Regions from separate parts of the Zea mays genome. Here region 1 is linked to region 2. A link is a contact called in public Hi-C data. All regions are on one chromosome and are shown on one strand. The core of a region is the stretch at or near the end of the contact, and the rest is flanking DNA. Distances in the headings are between cores, read along the strand shown. Region 1 has its middle 52 kb from the start of LOC103626959. Region 2 holds the start of LOC100278051.

The links. Hi-C and Micro-C count contacts between places; a contact is called where the count stands out from the background.
Region 1: a contact with region 2 is called in a Hi-C map of endosperm, with 2.1 times the contacts expected there. The contact joins the enhancer-like site here to the promoter of LOC100278051 in region 2. A contact is called at or near these places in 3 of 25 Hi-C or Micro-C datasets (endosperm and leaf).

What each region holds. Positions count from the first base shown.
Region 1 is chr5:140,846,734-140,850,905 of Zm-B73-REFERENCE-NAM-5.0, reverse strand. No RefSeq gene overlaps it. Among protein-coding and RNA genes, the nearest start is that of LOC103626959, 52 kb to the left of the region's middle. Within about 2 kb of position 2,450, at least 17 of the 20 cell types and tissues checked have an H3K27ac peak or open chromatin away from gene starts, as enhancers often do. A contact at or near this core is called in endosperm and leaf, where this site is marked.
Region 2 is chr5:140,681,749-140,686,324 of Zm-B73-REFERENCE-NAM-5.0, reverse strand. It overlaps LOC100278051, which reads left to right and starts at 2,366. Exons shown (of 6, transcript NM_001354131.1): 1 at 2,366-2,773. The coding sequence starts at 2,605.

The DNA of each region.
Region 1 (4,172 bases), core at 1,201-3,700, 160 kb before region 2:
AAGGGGGCTGAGAGCCGCCGTCGTCAGAGAGCGTGCGGGGTGCCATCATTACTTGTCTGGCGGAGCGAGCCAGATGGGACGCCGGTCTTGTTCCCCTTAACCTGAGTCAGCTTGGGGTAGGGTAATGATGGCGCCTCCTGTTGACGTGGTCGGTCCGCGCCCTAGGTTGGGCGATGTGGAGGCTCCTCCAAGGTCGAGGTCGAGTCTGTCTTCCGTGGCCGAGGTCGAGTCCGAGCCCCTGGGTCGGGCGAGGCGGAGACCGTCGGCTGAGGCCAGGGCTGAGTCCGAGCCCTAGGGTCGAGCAAAGCGGAGTTCGTCGTCTTCCGGGGCTGAGCCCGAGTCCGAGCCCTGGGGTCGGGCGGATCGGAGTTCGCCGTCTTCCGGGGCTGAGCCCGAGTCCGAGCCCTGGGTCGGGCGGAGCGGAGTTCGTCGTCTTCCGGGGCTGAGCCCGAGTCCGAGCCCTGGGTCGGGCGGAGCGGAGTTTGCCGTCTTCCGGGGCTGAGCTCGAGTCCGAGCCCTGGGTCGGGCGGAGCGCAGTTCGCCGTCTTCCGGGGCTGAGCCCGAGTCCGAGCCCTGGTTCGGGCGGAGCGGAGTTCCCTATGGTGCCTGAGGCCGGGCCTGACTGCCTGTCAGCCTCACTCTGTCAAGTGGCACAGCAGTCGGAGCGGCGCAGGCGGCGCTGTCCTTCTGTCAGGCCGGTCAGTGGAGCGGCGAAGTGACTGCGGTCACTTCGGCTCTGTCGACTGGAGGACGCGCGTCAGGATAAAGGTGTCAGGCCGCCTTTGCATTAAATGCCCCTGCGATTTGGTCGGTTGGCGTGGCGATTTGGCCAGGGTTGCTTCTTGGTGAAGACTGGGCCTCGGGCGAGCCGGAAGTTTGTTCGTCGCTGGAGGGGGGCCTCGGGCGAGACGGAGATTCTCCGGGGTCGGCTGCCCTTGCCCGAGGCTGGGCTCGGGCGAGGCGTGATCGAGTCCCTCGAATGGACCGATCCCTGGCTTAGTCGCACCCATCAGGCCTTTGCAGCTTTGTGCTGATGGGGGTTACCAGCTGAGAATTAGGAGCCTTGAGGGTACCCCTAATTATGGTCCCCGACACTTTACTAAGACACAAGTAAACCACTGCATCATATTGGATTTTATTTGTTTGTGCATTCAAAACAATAATAACATAGATAAAAATATTACAAAGAGTGGAGAATTTGGATTTAACCCCAAAAGTGCGAATTGGGGAAATTGGAAATAATATAGAAAGAGAGAAATGCTATACAAAACAAAATAAAATAAAAATATTATAAATAAATAAATAATTACCATTCTATGTGTAAATTGAACATTTAAATGTGAAGACGAATTGGCCACACACTTTGAATTTAAATTTGAATCCAAATTGAATTTGGAAATAGAGAAAAGGAAATAGAGGGTAAAAAGAAAAGAATAAAACGAATCTGACCTAAGCGGGCCGACAGCTACTATTCTGGCCCATAACCACCTTAACTCCCTCAGCGCGGCCCAGGCGAGTGTGTCGTGTGTGCTGCGGATCGCTGGTGGGTGGACCCGGTGAGTCAGCACTCCGTGTGACCTATCGTTCACTGACGGGTGGGTCCAGGAGTCAAACGGCGATCCGAGAACCCCGCGGGCGGGCGTGGTCACTGCGGCCTGGGACCCACTGGTCATCCTCTGTCGCCATTGCTCGCGAAATCCACCTGCTACACCGACTTCCGCGCGGCCATCTCCCACCGCGAGCTCAGGAGGCCGTTGCGGAATCAACCTCCTCCGCATATAAGCGCGTGCGCCGCTTCTGGGACTAGCTTCTCGCGAACTTATTAGGGCCCAAGCTGAGAAGGAGAGAGAGAACCATGCCCCTGCGTCAAGTAAACATCCGCGCCGCCACCAGTCTGTTCTTCGCCGTTGGCCGGGATCTTGGGCTGGGTCGTGGGCTTGTGCGTGCCATCGGGGGGTTGTATGTGGCGTTCGCGGGTGGAATCAATCACCAGGCAACCGGGAATTGTTCGCCGAACCTTGCCTTCCGCCATGAAGCTGCTCCACCCCGTGGACGTCACGCCTGCACACGCAATTCCCGGTATGGAAACTTTGCCCAGGTCCGCTTTGATTACCACAACATGTAGAGCCGTTGAATTGAAATTTGGTGCGCCTATACCGAGGATTAGCCTCGTCGGCGATGGCCACCTCCGCCGTTTTCTGTTTTGGAAGAGAGGGTCGGGAGGAGGAAGATGGGATGTGGGCAGTCGATGGATAGATCAACGGTCCAGAGTGTGCCACCGTATAAAAAAATCTGGGCCATTGAATTGATCACGACGGGTGCATATGCGGTCGTAGGCGTTTTAAATCGAGATCATTGAATGCAAATGGAACGGACAAGATTATTGGTAGGGCGGATGTATCGCTGGGCCGATTCGGGCTCTTGGATTCAGATCGGGCGGCGTGGGTGTTGGGCGATCTAATCGGCACCGTTCGTTTCTAATCGGACGGCCGTAATCGGCCAATACCCCTTCGCCATGCCACTTTGCAGAAAACCCCATATAATTTTAGAGAACAAACCCACAGTACACCCTGTACAGCGCAGGAATTCTTGCACGCTAGCCCCTATGCTTCTGATTAATTGGTGCGCGGTCCAGATAGATCTAAAATCTATAGACTTTATTTAGAAAATGAGTTTTTAATAGGAAACAATTCCTAGAATTTGTATAATTAATAGAAAATGCATATGAACTCCAAATTGGTCCATTCCAGTTCCTAATTTTTTGTAATATTATTGTCTATCCATTAGTGCCACTGTTTTGGCATGAAAGACACATAAAAATTTATCTATTACTTGATCTTGTATTAAATGCATAAAACCTTGGGAAATTCATATCTTAAAATCTATAACTCCAAAATTATTAATTCTTGTTCCTATGATATCATTTTAATGTGTATATTATTATTATGTATTTTGTTTACATGTTTGGTATGATGTTAATTTTCTCTTTATACTATGTATGTTTGTATTGATGCGAGTAGATGAGCAAGCCACAGAGGATCCTGGTGCCCAACAGATAGAAGTTGCTGAGCAGGAGCTCATTGAAAGCAAGTTGTGCCCTTGATCACTTCCTTTTTACCCAGTCATGTTCTTATTAATCATAATGATCTGCATAGGTTAATTTTGATGGGATCCAATAGGTTACCCAGTTTTGGCTATCTTTATACCTTGTTTTACCACTGAATATTTTTGGGTAGTATATGCTATTGCTTTATATGGTTTTGGGTATGGAGATATACATCACTCATTATTACACTTTTTATTATCAGTTTATTATTTACTGTTCATGATAAGATCATTATGTTAATGGGAACATGGAGAACCACTCGGGAAAACAGTGCTACCACAAGGGTTTAATGGGACACCCTTGGCTGATTAACTAGGAAAGCTAGTGGATGACTACCTTACCCGAAAGGGGCAAGGGCAGTAGGGGAGTGGTTAGTGTAGGAAGGCCCTTGGGTTGATTTTGCTGCGATGGCAGTCAGGCGAGGGATTCCTGCACTGGAGCTTCCTATAAACTGTAGCGGGCCACCCCTCAAGAAAGAAAGGCAGGACGTGACAAAAGCTGCCCAAATGAGGGACTATTTACACGGAGGCACAAGGCGTGGCAAAGCGGGTTAGACATCGAGCACCGCGTATGAAAAGCAGTGATGTTTTAGCACCAAATACGCGAGGTTGTGGAAGTACACACTAGGATAAAAGGTAGCGTCCGATTCTTCATCAGCACTCGAGGAAAGACATTCTCCCCTCGGGGGTTTGGGGGCTACTATCGGGGATATGAACCCTGATCCCTGGAGCCCATTGGTCAGCGAGCACACCAAGGAAAATGCCTCCGACAACTGGGGCCCACTAGTCAGTAGGAGGAGATAGGTAACGTCTACCTTGGAAGAGCCCGCCCCGGACAAACCCCGTGGCATAGAAACTGGGGTTGGGCATGGCGGAACCAGACAGGGGGGTCGGGTGTGTCGAAGGGAAACCACTCGAGTGGATCACACGCTTGGCTCGAGACCGACTCGTCATAAATGACCAACCGCATTAACTGCGCCTGACGCCGAGCAACAGCGGACGTGTCGGTCTACCTCGCACTCATGACCTACAAACCCCTCGAGCCATAGAGCACTCATGACCTATGA
Region 2 (4,576 bases), core at 1,117-3,616:
GCACCATACGACAGTCAGCCCCACCAAACGGCTAGTTTGGTGGTTGGGGCTATAAATACCCCCAACCACCCACCATTCATGGTATCCAAGTTTTCCACTTCTCAACCACTTACAAGAGCTAGGCATTCAATTCTAGACACACAAAGAGATCAAATCCTCTCCAATTCCACACAAGGCTCTAGTAACTAGCGAGAGAGATTTGCCGTGTTCTTTTGAGCTCTTGCGCTTGGATTGCTTCTTTTCTTTCTCACTTGTTCTTGTGATCAAAACTCCATTGTAATCAAGGCAAGAGGCACCAATTGTGTGGTGGCCCTTGCGGGGAAGTTTTGTTCCCGGTTTTTGATTTGAGAAGAGAAGCTCACTCGGTCGAAGGGACCGTTTGAGAGAGGGAAAGGGTTGAAAGAGACCCGGTCTTTGTGACCACCTCAACGGGGAGTAGGTTTGCGAGAACCGAACCTCGGTAAAACAAATCCTTGTGTCACACTCCTTATTTGCTTGAGATTTGTTTTGCATCCTCTCTCGCGGACTCGTTTTTATTTCTAATGCTAACCCGGCTTGTAGTTGTGTTTATATTTGTAAATTTCAGTTTCGCCCTATTCACCCCCCTCTAGGCGACTAACCAAGTTTGAGTAGAGATAAGAAGAAGAAAGCAAGTCCTTTTCACTTGATTGCTTTGTAAAGATATAGAATATATTAAGAGCAATATTACAAGTGAATTTGAGAGACACGGGAAGGGGGAAAATTAACAAGTCGCTTCTAGGTATGAAAACAGACAAAAATAGTCGGAAAAACCCTCTCCCATTCAAGTTCCTGTATTTTTTTTTATCAAAAACAGGAGCTGGAGCAAGATGGCCGGTTTTTTTTATCGAAAACAGGAGTTGGAGCAGGATGGCCGGAAACGGTAGCGGGATATATGATTACATGAACGGATTACAACGAACAGATACACAATGAAAATAGACGGTAACTGAAAACGTTAGCCGGATTATGTAATATCGTATCAAGATATCAACCATTAAACTTATATCTCATGTCTCAGGCAATGCACGCTCCATGGCTCCAATACTCCAACTAACCAAGAAAAAATGACCAAAATGAACAAAGTCAGAACGAAACCAACGCCAAAACTAAAACAAAAATGTGGAAAAAGATACACACACCAAAACATAAACGAAAAGAAACTCTAGATAACGACGACTAGTTATTAGAGGCTTTAATCTCTCCTTCGTTCTGCTCTCTTAGTTTGAAAACACGCTGCATACGTATATGACCATGGCGTGGCAATCTGTGTCACTCATGGATGTTTGGTTTATTGCTTCACTTGCCACAATTTACCACATTTAAGATTAGACAAGTTTGACCAAGTTAGATATATATTTGGTTTAGAGCACAATTATGAATAGATTTTTCTCCAGCTATGTAGATCCAACTCGTCAATGACTTATAAAAGTGTAACAAGATTTCCTTAGACTTAGTAAAGTGTGGCACATAATTTAAGCGTCTAACCTTAGACACCTTAGACAAATATGACATAAAAATGTGTGACAATTTTTTGGTAACTTAGATATAGAACTAAACAGGCCCTCATTTAGGGACTTAGGGTTTCCCAATCTTCAGTTCATCACTTCGACAGATAGGCCGTAGACGGTAGCCGGTAGGATTTAGGCTCCTGTTGGGCTCCGGTGTGTGTGGGTTTGTGGCCGTGTGCCCATTTGAGAGTGTGGTTTGTCATCTTTGGGCTTAGATGTCCTAGATTCCGAAAATAAGGACTGAACCGTTCCGGCACGTACTCTTCTGGTGTCTGTACCGTTTTCGGGTTTTCCGAGCGGACGAAACAGGACTAATTAAGTTCCTTCTTTTAACCATAATATCACATTTGTCTCTACGTATTTTAGAAGAACTCTTTGTAATTATTTATATCGTCTTACTCATATATATATTTTTTGTATTGCTATTGAAGAGCAAAGAATCTATCATTTTGCAATTAATTATGGTGATCTAGTCCCATGTGCAACATTCCACTCCGTTGTCTAAAGTTGACTGGGAGTCGAAAAGGAAAAAAATATCTCGAGCACTCTGTGAACACAAGCAAAACAATTCTTATCTCAGCGGATATCCAGGATTGGTTCTTCCAGAACCCTCAACCAGAAATTTCCGACACTACTATATAAAACGGAGTAGTAAAGAAGCCGAAGAAAATAGAGGAAATGGATTGAAATCCCAGAAAACCACACGGCACTGAGCTGCCCCGGGTCACAGGCTCGCAGCGAGTGCGTGAGGCGGCCGTTGCCCCCACTTCGGCCTTGTATTTTCCCGAAAACTATATATACCTCCGCGCTCCCTCCCCTTTCCCTTTCCTCCGTCACACCCACCCACCTCCGCCGCTCACAAGCCCTAGATGTCCCCCCTCTCCTGCCCCCGCCGCGCCGCCGCCGCCCGCGCCACGGGCCGATCCCACCAGATCTCGCGCGAATCGGAGGCCCCGCTCCTCCCCGTGGCCCGATTCTCCGCCCGCGCGACCAGGAACGGCGCTGATTTGAGCCGGTTTTGGAGGTGAGGTGGGGGTGCGATTTCGGTGGTCCTGGGCCTTGCGGGGCCGGGTGGATGGATGCGGTGGAGCTGCCGTTACCAGCCAAGGTGGAGTTCGGGAAGATCCTGGCGCCGGCAGCTGCTGTGGAGGGGGTGGATGGGGCCGTCGTCGGTGGTGGCCCCGGAGGTGGGAGCGGGGAGGTGCTCAGGAGCTGCGCCGACGCGGATCAGCGTCACGGTGGTGGTATTGCCCCTCTTCTTCCTTTCCCTTGTCGTATGTTTGGCTGGGGGCCGTGTTGTTGTCGTCACGGTGGAAGGGTTGGGTGTGATTTGAATTTTTGGTGGGGGAGTTAATTTCACTCCTCGTCTGCCTGCTTGTATTATGTAACTCCGCTGCATCTGCTGCTGTTATTAATGGGGGTGCTATAGTTATTTAGCAGGTGGCAAGTAATTTCCATTTCTGTGGTGGAGGTGGAGAGGGAGGACTGCGCTTCCATTTTGTGTCTGGATTGTTTTGTTGCTAATTGGTCATGTTTGCTTGGAGGAAGATGAGTTTGTGGCTGCCGTTCAGAGATGTATGTTAATGAATTATATGGTACAGGAAGGGGAAGCCAGTTCGATTACTTACTTAGCAGATTAGTGATCTCTTTCCACCATGATGCCTGCAGCTTTGATGTTTTTTTCGTGTATTGGCTGATCTATTGCTTGTGGTCTGTGTTGGTTATATGCGCTTGTCTGCAATAGATTACATATTATTCTCTTTTTTCTTGGCAGCTTGTAAATGCTGGTGGCTGTGTACATAGTCCTTTTTATGTGATCTTGAGGTGCTTGGAATTGGTTGTCTAGTGCCCTTGTTATCTGGTAGACTATAGTTGTCTTTTCTAGTTGTCGTGGTGGCATTTACATGGTTCAGTTGATCAGTTCATTTCAAAACTGGTCTTCTACTTTTGCTGTTGCACATGTCCCCTTCCTTCAAAGCCTTCTTGCTTTGTTTGATTTCATGAAACCTTTTCTTTTGTGTACCATGCCCATCATCTTTGTCGTTGTCTTCTCGTACTGTATTGGTGGTTTTATTTACAATAGAAGTGCATATGCTATATTTTATGCCCGTTTACTTATGTTGCTTGACTTGGTGCTTCTTTGATATTCCCATTTCCTGTCAAGAAATCCTCAAATATTTATGTTGTGATCCTCGAATCTGTTCATGATTGTTTGCGAGTGTTGTTATTGGGAAAACTGGGCAGAATTTGCAACAATTCAACCATCCAAAAAGCTGGCTACTGCTTTGTGCTGAGCAGGTTCCTTTCGGGACAAGCTATTATTTTGTTCGATCGCTCTGCTGCATGTACATTGGAGCCAATTCCTTGGAGCTCCTTGCAATTGAAATTGAATAATTGTTCTCAGACGAAACTCATGCAGTAACCTTTCCTTATTTGAACATGAAACCAAACACTGCACTATAGTTGGCTTGCACCCCGATTCTGGTTGTATGTTATGCAGACTGCATTTTACTTGGTTGCATATTGGATTTCCAGCAATGAAGTTTTGTTCATTTTTTTTGTCTATTTGTGTTTCTTTGTGAATAATGTGTGTTTTCTGTTAAGATCAATTCTATTTTCCTCTTTAATTTTTTATTTTTTATATTTTTGGGGACATGCAAGAGAGCTGTTCCGTCATTTATCAGAGAATCAAAGAAGGACCACTCCCTTACAGAGCCTTAGGGGTGTTCATCAAACTTGGACACAAACGCACAAACACTGGTTACCCTTGCTAATTGTGATATTTACATGCATGGTTTTATTTACTGCTGTATGTACTTCGCACTTGCATTCCTTTCATGTATTTTCATTTGCCATAGACTGGGGAGATAGGTGGAACTTAACTTTTTAATGGGTGTTTTACTATCTATTTTGTCTCCTCATTTTTCTATACATCTAATACAATTTTGTAATGGAAAGTTTCAGAATGCAGCTGTTGTGTTGTGGTCTTTGTTCTCTCTTCTTTTAAAACCTTATATAAATTCATCTTTTCTAGTTTTTCTATGGAG